2 separate regions of the Bombyx mori genome follow, and region 1 is linked to region 2. Evidence: chromatin contacts called from public Hi-C data. All regions are on one chromosome and are shown on one strand. Each heading gives the region's core, a stretch centred on a gene start, on an enhancer-like site or on the middle of the called end of the contact. The rest is flanking DNA. Distances are from core to core; before and after follow the strand shown.

What was found. A called contact is a pair of places that touch in the nucleus more often than the background predicts.
Region 1: a Hi-C map of whole pupa shows a contact between it and region 2, with 3 times the contacts expected there. The contact joins two enhancer-like sites. A contact is called at or near these places in 4 of 7 Hi-C or Micro-C datasets (middle silk gland, posterior silk gland and whole pupa).

The regions. Positions count from the first base shown.
Region 1 is chr11:8,632,855-8,639,621 of ASM3026992v2, forward strand. No RefSeq gene overlaps it. Among protein-coding and RNA genes, the nearest start is that of LOC105842375, 5.1 kb to the right of the region's middle. Within about 2 kb of position 5,022, at least 8 of the 8 cell types and tissues checked have open chromatin away from gene starts, as enhancers often do.
Region 2 is chr11:8,435,489-8,441,963 of ASM3026992v2, forward strand. No RefSeq gene overlaps it. Among protein-coding and RNA genes, the nearest start is that of LOC101742752, 53 kb to the left of the region's middle. Within about 2 kb of position 4,848, at least 5 of the 8 cell types and tissues checked have open chromatin away from gene starts, as enhancers often do.

The DNA of each region.
Region 1 (6,767 bases), core at 3,772-6,271, 200 kb after region 2:
ACCCGGCCATCCTATGATTTCATAAGATGGAGATATGCCAGTATACCAGGTATAGCTTTAATGATAATAATTTATACTATTTAATTTCTTTTCTTTTTGTCTGTTCATTTTACGCCGACAGATGCCAATTCGAGCACTGTCACTTTTCTATTAATGCGAACATCTGTGTGTAACTTAAAAAATAATAAAATTAAATAAAAACAAACACTTAGTGGCGTATGTCCATCACCAAATATACAACAATTTATTGGTATCAGGATCTCTTGTGAGTCCGCACGGGTAGGTACCACCCCCCTGCCTATTTCTGCCGTGAAGCAGTAATGCGTTTGGGTTTAAAGGGTAGGGCAGTCGTTGTAACTATACTGAGACCTCATATCACAAGGTGGGGGGCGGAATTTACGTTGTAAATGTCTATGGGCTCCTATAAACACTTAACACCAGATGGGCTGTAGGTTCGCCCACCTATCTAACCAAAAAAAAAACCTTCCTTTATGGCCTTCAATATGGGCTACCACCACTAACAGTTTGGTAAACAAGCGCATCTATATAAAAATACTCAGCAACAAATAAAAGTCATTTGATTAAGACTGATATGAGTTCATTGCACACTCGCGTCCAGTTAAACAGGATAAAGGTTAAGTAGAATAATGAAGTTCACAAACAAAGAAAACGGGTCAATTCGACCAAATGACATTTTAGCGCCGTCCGCAACCCGAGATGTGTTAATTTGTACAGATGAGCTCAATAGCTTTGTTTTGTACCGGCTTTTGCACTTCCAATGCTGGTGTTCAAGGATGGGTTTTGAGGATTTAACATATTTTACTGACAGTATTTTACGTTCCACGTTATGTTGAACCTGACTCATCATCGTCTTCCATAGACATTAGTAATGCCTAGTCGAATACGAGAAAGAGTTTGACGTGCGATCTAGCCTATAGATACAACGCACTGAGTTTCTCGCCGGATCTTCTCAGTGGGTCGCGATCTGGTGGTAGATTCTGCGTGGGACTGCTCTTGCTAGTATGTACCTGGAATAGTCCCTTAGGCTACCAGCTAATAATAGGTAGGAGAAAAAAAATGCCGGTGCCTTTTGAGTGGTTGTTGATTAAATCAAAAATTTGAGTAACTGAACTCCTGCGTCGAACCCAAGAAACTAGACCAGTTTTCTCGAAAGATTATTTTGATCCTTTTTTTTGTTTTTGTATTGACTGTAACTTAAGGTCCCCCGTCTTGATTATTTAAAACTTGTAATTAGTTAAGCCATTCCCGAAAAAATACTTGTCGAATAAAGCTAAGGTAGACAGACGATCCTGAGAAATACGGTTTCATCAGACTAAAGGAGACCATTGACACGACAATCTAATAAGTAGATTGAGGGAATCTTAATTAAATTAGAATTCGTCCAGTTCAGTTCTGAAAGAAACGATAACCATTTTGGATGACCACATAAAATTTACATAATAGTTAGCAAATAATACATAGTTATTAGATTTGTAGGAACCGTTGGGAATAAGAAAAAAACAATTTAGAATCCATAAATAAGCTAATTAACCTTTTTTTAATTAACTTATACTTAAAGTAATTTTCTTTGAAGCACTAGAAGTTTCTTCAGGAATTATGTAATAATACGTAATGACTACATATTTTATTCAATAGAAATCAAACAGAAAGAAAATACTTTAATTACGATAGAATTAATTATATTGATTATCAATATTAGTACAAGGCCAGTCAAAGGTCTAACATTGGTGACGTAGAGGCTTGTGTGACATAGTCTCTCTTGGCTCCATATTAGTATGTATTAGTTGTTTATTTTCATTCTAAATGACGTCACACATAATAAACTTATGTTTGAAAAGAATTCCCGGGTTCCTATGACAACTAAATACGGTTGAATATTGTTCAAATCGGAATGCTGGATTGCTTCAAACTAGGAATAGGCAGGAGGAATAGGTACAAAATATGTAACTGGCAGTAAAAAAAAAAATATAATTAATATATAGTCACAGAATGCACGTTCAGTAGACCCTGGTACGATGCACAAGTTATTTTTACTCCGTTTCTAAATTAGTATGACCTCAATTAGCACGGGTGTGAGTAAAAGATAATTACCGCTCGTTATGGACTTGTAAACGTTTGTTGTTCGCTCGCGAATTGTTATGTTATTATTATAAAACAACTTTAAAATCTTCGATATTTATGACAGACATTTATACATAGCTTTCATGATAATAATTTATCTACATATTAATACGTGAAGCAAAAACTTTGTATCCATTTTTACGAAAATTGCGCGGACGGAGGAGTATGAATTTTCCCAAACTTACAGAGAATATAGAGAAGGAGTGCAGAATGTTAATATTTTTTAATAAAAAAAAAGCGATAATAATACATTAAATCAATAAATAAAACATTATACACACTACCATATATTTGACATACACACATATAACAATATATTATACTCTATGTTTATTGTCAAAGTTTTGTTATTGCTTGATGTCTGTGGTCAAATTGAGAATAGGTTATTCAATATTTATCTTTAATATTATTTGTCTATAACGTAGCATTGGCGAAATATAATAGTCTTTGACAATAGAACCATAATGATGTTCAAGCTTATAATTTTGATTAATTGTAGTCGAATTTCGACTACTGCGGGACAACTACTGCGGGATGGGCTGTGAGCTCGTCCACTAATTTAAGCAATAAAAAAAACCGCTTGCAAGTGAATCACGTAATATTGATAAATAATTCATTTACTTCGAACTCGTATTGTAAAAGTTTCCTTTCCAAAACTTGCATCTACTCTGTGAAGTGATTTCTAATGATTCCAGTGAACAAAGAAAATGCGACAAGCACTCATTAGGACCGTTAATTTCTCTAAAAAAAAAAAAACTGCTCCTAACTCGCCCCTAAGTCATTTCCATCAACTTTAAATCCATATAAAGCTGTTCTTAACATATCATTTACATAAGCCGTGGCGAGAAATGTTGGACCGCGCCTAAAACGGAGCAAACGAGCTGGCATTAAAATAAAAATCTCCATTTCGGTCCTACAAAGATGTTTTCTTGGTGACATTCCGCGCGTCTGACTTTGGCTTGAGACGAGATCCACGCTGTAAATGTTGATCGTAAGAAACTGCACGGTTATAATTAGCTAGTCATTGATGAACTCGAGAAAAGAATAGTTTTCACCAAGCTACGTTGCCATCGAAGATACAATTGCAATTCAAAAGATCAAATATCTAAGTAATAATAGCGTGGTATGAACATGTGATGCGTAGAGAGAAGATGCATGTGACTAGGAGATGTATGGAAATGGTACTGCAAGCCTGCAAGGTAGAGGGGGAAGAGGTCGACTAAAGCAAGACATGGATGGAGTGTGTGAATGACGATATGAGAGAGAGAGGAATGAGTGTTGAGATGACGGCTGATAGAAGAGAAAAATTAACTGTGCGGATCCCACCTAGTGGGATAAGGTGGAGAAAAAGATGAAATATCTTAGTAATATAATATATTTAAGTGCGCATTAGATATATTTATTAAATTTACATATTTCATATTTTCGTATTATTTATGATATTTAATACCCATTAAAGAATTTGTAAAAATCTATATTTAACTTTTTAAATCCTCGTTGATTATAAGCATAGTGAGTATATTATTATAGAGTACGTATTTTTCCTTTATTTTATCCAAAAAATAAATAATGACACAATCAATGTTAATTCGTTAAGTGTATTGTTTGTAATTAATAATTTTAATTTTAATTTCATCAAGTGCTTTACGTACGAGAATTATGTTTTACGTCGTATCGTAGCTACGCGACAAGCACAAGGTATTTTAATTTTATAATTTACGGTAACTGCTGACTCTAATAAAATTGTGCTTAATCTCCATTAACCTATTCCAGTGGCTTATTACATCGGCCCACGCGAAGTATTTTTTGTACTGCTCTCTCGCATTTAATATAGTTGCTCCCCGTGGAACAGACTCACAGCGCCCCCTGCTGGCAAACACGGCGAAACGCGCAAATTAAATGCAAATTCTCGACTAAATCTGTTTCCATTAAATGAACAGACAACAACATTATTTTTCTTCGGTTGCGTCGAGTCGGCCGGTTCTATTAATTGATTCTCGGGCGCATTAATAAGCAATCTCGTTTACAAAGCCGCACGCCGCTCGTTATCAGGGCATAGAGATTTTATAGTTCGAATACTCGTATATGTACAAAGCGCCAGTGGTGCGCGGAAAATTCCAGAACTAATTTGACTTAGAAATAGCCCCTTTCACGCAGTGCTGCCGCCCTCGGAGAAATGCTTTCTTTTCCTTCAAGTTCCGCTATCCAACGCTAGGTGGCGGCAAAAACTTGGGCTCCCGAAGCATTCGACGGTGCGCTGATGTGTGCGTGAAGGAACGAGATAGAAAATAAAAAAATAAAAGGAGTAAGACAGACAGCGATATAACATGTGTATACTAAGGCGTGGTTACGTGCATGCACGTGATTTTTTTTATCGCAAAAATGGCCGGAACTTTACACTTTTTGCATTAGACAGAAAAGTCGCAACTACGTCGTGCAGTTGATATTTACAGCTTTATGACAATGCATTAAGGTTCATATTAAAGTTTAACACGATTATAGCGCCGTTTAGAATGTGAGGTATAGCAAAATAATTGGCGTCACCGGCGTCGCGTCGTTTTAGAAAGAGAGAACGTTAAGCTACCGGTGTTACGATGGAGCAGTGCACATCGCCGACCGTTAGATGGAGGGGGACGGAGATTTAGCGACGAGTGACGTTAGAAAGAGACGTAGTGAAAAAAATGACAGAAAAAAGCCGTTTTCAAGGTGCACGATAGAAATTACAGAAGCATGGGCGCGGTTTAAAAAATGGCAGGGGCGCCTGCGCCCTCACCAAAAAGCTGGTGCGGAAGTAAAGGGGAAAAGAGACGTTAGCGAACACAACGCGAGGACGAACAGTTTAGCGGCGCGCCGCGAACCTTTGCCACTTAGGTACGCGACCACTGAAACAATACACCCGCTAATTATTACGCTCAGTTAGATAATGTCGTACGAGTGATCAGACAAGTGAACGTAGATAACAAATTCGCTAAATTAAAGTGCGCGTGTGTGTTTTTTTTTTTTTTAATGATTATTCCGACGTAAACATTCAAGAGAAAACAGACTTAGTTGATACGTGTGTTGGCAACCAGTGTTTGTTCGATATCGAATGCTGTTAATGACCACGCCGGTTTTCCCGCTAAATATGGTAATGATCGAATCATTCTTGACAAGCGATTATTTCGTTATGTGATCTCTTTCAACATTTTTTATGGTCGAAACGAAACTAAATTACGTTTATAATGAACTTAGATTCATGTATCGAACGTCCTAAAATTGTGATAATGATATATGTAGCCATTTTTATTCCAATGCCGAATACAAATTACGATCTATCAAAAATAAAATATTTATTACATTGATTTTATTAGTGGGTTTTGTATTAAATTTGAATACATTGAAATTTTAATAGTTTGTGTTCGAGGCAGGGTAAATGTTATTTAAAACCTATAAATAATAATAGATGTTTATAAAAAATATTAGTATATCAAATACATTTTGAATTAATATGTGAAGCTAATATTCACTCTACTGAAGCCAATTTTATTCGTATGTAACCATAATATATTGCCGAAATTATAATTTAATAATTCTTGATGCATGAAATAAAATTAAATGTAATTTAGTAGCTTCAAAAATATATGAACTGCTCTTTATTAATAATATTGAAAAACAATTTTACTGTGCGAGAAATTTCTCGGTACATAATTCACAATTTCACACAAAAATGACAGTGTGTTTAAATCGTATGAAAATTATTTTGGTATCCTAAATTTTAGTATACCTACAGATATATATGCTGTCCTAAAACAACAAAAAAAACACAATACTAGGTACAGGTTTATTTAAAATTAAAAAGTAAACTCTTATTGAAATATTTTTACCTATAATAAAAATTATACAACACGGCCGAATTACAAAATAGCGCGTAATATCCATTTCATTTTATCATTTATCGTGAACACCGCAATATTATCTAATACTCCGCAAATAAATCAATTACAGTAATAGCAGATTTCTGGTAACAGTTTTCTTTACCGAAATTATCAATCGGTATCAGATACACTTAGTATTGTATCTGATAAAAAAAATTATCACGTACCTGGCCATCGCTATGTTTTGCGATAAAAATGGCTACTGTGGATGGCAGTGTTATGAAAAAAAAATTCGATCGAATTACTTGTAAAGTCAAAAACGAGCTATTTTCTTTCGAATTCGTTGTTTTCTTATTTTCTTCGGTTTTCGCAAGGCTTGGTAATTCAAATTACTTTTACGGTTTAATATCGAGTTTCTTATCGTCACAATAGTAACACCCACGCTTGCAATACTCTACAGTTTTCATGGTCACAGACGAACTATGGTGTTAAGCTTCGAAATTTGAATATTGTGTTAACACAATGACAGTAATAGAGATCGAGCCGTAAATATAGTTCAATCATTACATCAACAGTTTGATTACATATCTCAAAGAATCTCTGTGCAAGAATAAATTGTCTTCTATATCAACTTTGTAGACTGGAAACTGATTGAAAATTTTAAAAAATTCTTACATTCGTCAGTTTTACTATAAAATATCGTACCAGCTATTAATAATTTTATCAATAAATAGGAATTCTTGCTAATATGTTTATGACTCGATTTGTCAA
Region 2 (6,475 bases), core at 3,598-6,097:
TTTTCACTGACGTCATTATCGATTCGATTTGGATTTAACCAATCAAAAGAGTAAGCAAGAAAGTTGGGAAATATTAATAATTAGACGCCTTATTCTTTAGGCCACGACGATTTAAAACTTTCGATTATTTGCTTAGCTGGCGCAAATTTTTCAAATATTTTTAGTAGTTTAATGCAGTAATTGTATGAAAGTAATGTGCAGCTAAGAGAGTCTCGCCGGTATCGTTCGATTTTAATCTTCACTCGTTTACATCAAGTTTATTAATTATGCTGTCCATGTTAGGAGTTTGGTCTATATATTTGTTCTTTATCTGTTAAAATGTGTGTTCGGCTATGGAGCCGGGATAGCTAGCACAAATCGAATACCATTTTTTAAACACAAAATCGTGAATTTCAATTCTGAAACTATATTTTGCGTGTTGGTGAATTTTGGTACCATATTATTATTTATTATTATTTTTTATCGTACTGCGTATGCTGGGAAAAGTGGTGGTTTCAATTCCTGATAACATATTAAATAATATATATATATAAGATAATATAATACGCTTTTATTAGCTTTAGTTTCAATAATAGATTAAAAAAACAAAAAAAATAGAAAATAAATTCTAATAATATTGAAGTAAAAATAGTGTAAGAAAAATGATTTTATTGTAAAAAAGCGTGGGGTGCATGGTGTCAGTAGTTATAAATATTTTATGAACAGATATGAGTAGCAGGGTTATTTTGTTAATATCCTGAAAAGCATGCCGCACTTTTTTACAATAAAATCATTTTTCTTACACTGTTTTTAATTCAAATTTATTAAAATTTATTTTCAATTTTTTTTTTTATGGATTTTCTATAAAAGCGTACATTTTTTTAGTTTTTTTAAACTATTCTTTATTTATTCGTACTGGGTATACTGGAAACGTAGGTCACTGTAGACAATCATTTCCATGTTTAAAAATGTATTGTTAATTGAAATTCCTCAAAGATTTGTATTATTGAAGCTTCAAAAATACTTAAAATAAAATGTACATGTTTTATGGGTTTGATTTTCTTACTGTTGTTTCTTTAGCGTTCAATCGTTCGTATTAGATGCATACTTATATCTTTAGAACAATTGGCCACTGCCTCCTGAATTATATCCCTAGTAAAGTCGCATATTTGGATACAGGTAAACTGACTTGTTTAATACATATAAATACTTCTAAATATCAAAATTTATAAGTTAAATTTTTGAAAACAGTGCCATTTTTTTGTGTGCAAGCTCTTTAGAAATTATACTCTCGCATTGGGGCAATTAAAAAAAATAGCCCTTTGTCTATTAAATTCGTAACAGTACACTTTAGGAGCGTCGGTTTTGATTCGAAAAGTTTTGTAAAGAATTTAAATTTTTAATGTACATTGTTTCACTGCAGTGACATTCAATAAGGGTGTAATTTTTTTTGCTGTGTTTCAATTATTGTCAAAGCTCACGGTCGAAGCGAAACGAACCTAAATAAAACTTGTCGCTTACGACATCTTTTGTTAAATGAAACTATACGCATCAAAATGTTTCATAGAATTGTTTATTTGATTAATTTAAAAAGGTCGTATGTAGCTATTAGTTTTAAGTCGAAAACACGCAGAAGTCTGTTTTTTGATATATATTTTTTTTCAATTACATAGTCGGTAGTAATTTTTCATGCATCGCTTGAAATCTGATTTACCTGTCGGCTTTGTTTTTTTTTTCTTATTTGAATAAATTAACTTCGCACCGTTTTTTTTTTAGGTAAGATTCAACGGTTATTAAAATATAGAAAGCAATATATATTTTTTATTCGTGCTGACAAATGTTGCGATTGTTGTAACGGAGGCAAGCTAACAGTTCATCTGATTTTTAGCGATTATCTCCCTTAGGCACGCGATTTTGTGCTGTAAAACGTGGGACCTAAGAACTCATATCTCAAGGTAGGTGGCGGCATTTACGTTGTAGATGTCTATGGGCTCCAGTAACCACTTAACACCAGGTGAGCTGTCAGCTCGTTCATCCATCTAAGCAATAAAAAAATGTTCCTAGAAAGCTGTGAAATTTGAGTTCTGATAAATTATTTACCTTTTGAAGTTAATTATAGCCGATAACAAAATTAATAAGCATTCAATTAGTGTTTTATTTATTTATTCTATGATTGGAGAAAACTTTATTTACCTTGAGACATGAATGAGGTCTAAGTCGGGATTTTACGTAGAATTGTTTGAGACGATTTTGTTATGTCCCATTCCCATCCCACTACCCATCACTATTTTTTTTTCATTTTTTTTATTATTACTGGATGTGTGCACCAGCTCACGGCCCACCTAGTGTTAAGTGATTACCCGAGCCCACAGCTATAAACAGCATAAATGCCGCCACCCACCTTGAGTATGACTTCTAAGTCTCAGTTTTATAATATAAAGGATGTGCCGTAATTTAAATTGGAAAATATTACTGCTTTGCGACAGAAACGGGCAGGGTCGTGTTTTCTGGCCGTGCCGGATCACAATACGGCGTACCACCAGTAATTACGCCAAAAATATATTTGAATGGATTAATTTTATTACACGATGTTATTCTTTCATTGTGTTAATCAGTCGTGAACATGTAATAAGTAGACACTGGTACACTCACATCAGTCGAGACTAGCAAAGCATATGTCTTATGCTTTAGGCCGAGGCGTAATTATCATGAGTCGTGTCAGTCAGATCATGGTTTCAACTGTAAACATGTTTGACGTTATTATGATGATACAGAAGCACGAATAGAGTGCGTTAATTTAATCTTTTGGTAGTTGAAAATCTAAATTTTAATGTAAATGTTTACGATTGTAAAAATGCAGTTAATGGAGCGAAAAGCTGATGAAGTAAAAGAAATACCAAAGGAAGATTAAAAAAAAAAACTCCCTATGGCACGTATTTTTTTTATTGTCGTATAGTTAGACGAAGATGGGGCCCACCTAATGGTGAGTGGTTACCGTCGGTCATGGACTTCAGCAATGCCAGGGGCAGATCCAGGCCGCTGCCTACTGTTGAATACTCTCAACAAGCCTCGTTTGAAGCAGGACATAGCGCCCGGGAAACACCGTAGAGGGGGGGATTATTCCAAAGCCGGATGGTATGTGGCAAAAAAGATCTCTGGAAACGCACTGTCGATGAACGCAGTGGCTCCAGGTAGTATGGATGAACTCTACTCCGGTGGCGGGCGGTGCGATGGTGAAAACGAGATGATGGTATCATCTCGAACAATTCCTCAGAGTTGCAATGTTGCAATGGATATACTACTGGAGATATAACCCAAGGATTGTTGACGTCACGTACGGTCGTAATACTCGCGCCAAATCCCTATGAGCAGCATTATAAGTGCACATATTACGTCGAATCCACATAATTTGGGACAAGCGTAAGAAGCAGAAGGTATTCGGTCTTATTACTAAAGAAGTCCAATGAGTTTGTATTCAGAGATGCAATTATATCAGGTTTAAAAAATGGAGCAACCAGTTACCAATCCTTCCTAAAGATATAGCACGTATCTAGTAGCAACGACCTACGCGACGAAGTTTCCGGATTTTTTTTTATTGCCTCTGTAGGCAGACGAGCATACGGCCCACCTGAAGGTGAGTGGTTATCGTCGCCCATGGACATCAGCAATGCCAGGGGCAGAGCCAAGCCGCTTACTACCGAATTTACTAATTGTAAATTTTGTCAGCGCATGAATATCGCAAGACATAATGGCTCAACCTTTTTTAAAGAAAATGAAGACAGCTTATTCTCTTCGAAGCTTCATTGTTCGCTTTCGATGTAAGTGGCCATTATGTCAATTATAAAGATGGTCATTCAATACCTTACAATGCGGCCGGAAAATTTGTAAGTTTTCTTTTTAATAACTTATTCATTGTTTTAGGTATTGATTTTGTATTGTTGAAGTGAAGGAGGAGAGGGTGAATGGCAAAGTTTTTTTTTTTAATAAACGCGACGTTATAATTTTTTTTTTAATTACTTTCGTCTCTTATAATTTTTATAGGAAAATATCAATAACATTTTTTTCGATTTCGCGGGTCATAGGCCTGATTAAAATAACTTTTACGGCTTAATTTAACATAAATAGGACTAAATCGTAAATACATATAGTTTTAATTAAAGCCCTTTATAAATGCACAAGGTTATCAAAACATCCGATTTTTATTAATATCAACAACTTAAAAGTTTACAAAATTTGTGTAAAAATATTTTGAAAGCAATCAGTTTTTTTACAAACAATAATCTGAATTTAACAATACATATTTAAAATTTACGTGAAGTTATTTAATACTCTTTTAAAATTAAATTAAACTGAAATTTACAGATCTGAAAATGTAATAGCCTTGTTTAAATAAGAAACGACTTCACAAAGTCGGCGCCTCTTTATTCGTTGATAGCTAACATTTTTAGTATTTCAAAATGGTTGACTAGCAGCCATAACAGTTTAAGATTTGAATTTGGAGCGCTTTCCCCACATGCACACAAGCTTACAGGAGGAAACGTGTGCACAAGGGGTGAATTATAGAGTCGGTAAAACAGCATTTCGTACTTATGTCTATTCATCAATAGGTGGCGCTTAATGCCACAAATTGAAAATGTAACAGAAAATAATAAAAAATATATACGAGCACGATTAATAAATTTGTTAAATTATCAGTTTTCAGAAACTAAAGAATTTACTACTAAAATAGCTTAATTTTTGCTTTTGTTTTGTCTTCTCGACGCTAGATGGCGCTGCGCGTTTCTTAACTTGTTCAAAGCGAAACATTAAATTTGTGTTAGCCTCTGAGTACGTGACTTTGTGCTTAAACCGTCTCATTTTCCATCGAAATTGCCACCTCACATCTTATTCGATACGATTTTAAGCATTTATATTCGTTTCCCGGCGTTTTTATGGAGATATATGTACTTTAGAAAGTCCATTTAATTAATGTGTGGTAAATTCTTATTAGAATCGAGAGCTATTGGAATGAACAAACCAATTTGTTTACTATGAAACTTCTTACTCACATTGCTATTTTTATATTCTAAAACGGAAAGATTTGTTTGCACAATAATTTATGATCATTATTACTGACAGTATAGTATCTTTGTCGTGTGTCACTGGCAATGGTTTGAAAATAAAATAATAAATAAAATTAAAGAAAAAGTCTTTATTTGATCCTGCTACATTGCTTCTTAATTTACTAAATTTATTTATACTATAACACTATGTTTAATTACTAGCAAGGTCCCCAGGTTGGATAAAAGCCTCCTCCAATGATGACCACTTCTCTCTATTCTAGGCTAATTGCCACCACTCTTTTTGGGCCAGCTGCTTTTTTTATTTCGTCCTCCCAGCGTGTCAAGGGCCTTCCTTTCTTCATTTTTCCTTGAGGTCCTGTCCATATGGTGGTTTGAAGTTGAAGTTTGAAAATTATATTATGATCTCTTCTTACATTTGAATTGAAATTTCTTTATTAAGTTCTTTCTATACGGCATTTTTATTTCTACGCCAATATAATAAATATGAAAGTTTGTATGTTTGTTACTCAGGACATTAAAAATATGTTCACAAAACAACGAATCTATAAATTAACGGATCAGAAAGCGACACAAGCAATTTTTTGTCCCGAGAAAATGAATCTTGTTTCATTCTTTCTCAATTACTAATTAAAAGCGAGCGTATCCGCGGTGCTCGTCTAGTGGTATATATAAGTTACATTATCTTAATGCAGTTCGAATTTTAACCAAACGTAACCAAGGTATATGGACCCCAGCCAGTGACTTCGGAGTACCGTTGACAGCACTTCATTCTGTCATCAGCTTGGTACTAGTCAGATCGGTAACTATGGCTAAATGAAAAAAAAATCCGAGGTAAATTGACGTACTTATTGGAAATATGGAACTTTCATAATGGTACATTTTTTTTCCTACCTAGGCTGATAGCCTTGAGAGGCTATTTCAGCTTCGCCCTAACGTTTATAGGTGAGCTAACCCTAGTAAGAGCAGTGCTTCGCAGAATCTACTACCGGATCGAAAACGCGACCGACTGAGAAGATCCGGCGAGAAACTCCGTGGGCTGTGTCGATGGGTTAATTCGCTCGTCGAGCCCTTCGTCGCAAGCGACGGGCTCGACGAGGACGGTGATCGGTGTTTGTTATGCCTAAAAGCACCGTCAATGGATCAGGAATGGTACATAGTTTTAATCATTGTCAAAGGTATATGACCTTTTTTATCATACACGGAAATTAACAATATGTGTGCAATGTTAGTAGCGTTAAATATCTTACTCTATTATTTTAATTACTAACCCTCGACTTCTTATTTTTCACGCTGGTAATGGTATGGCATTCCAGAAACTTGCACCGTCAGACTTTAACTTATTGTCTAAGCTGATGAATCAGCTCACGGTCAGGTTTGAAGTGGTTACCGGAGCCCATAATCATGAATAACGTGAATGTAGCCCACACATTACG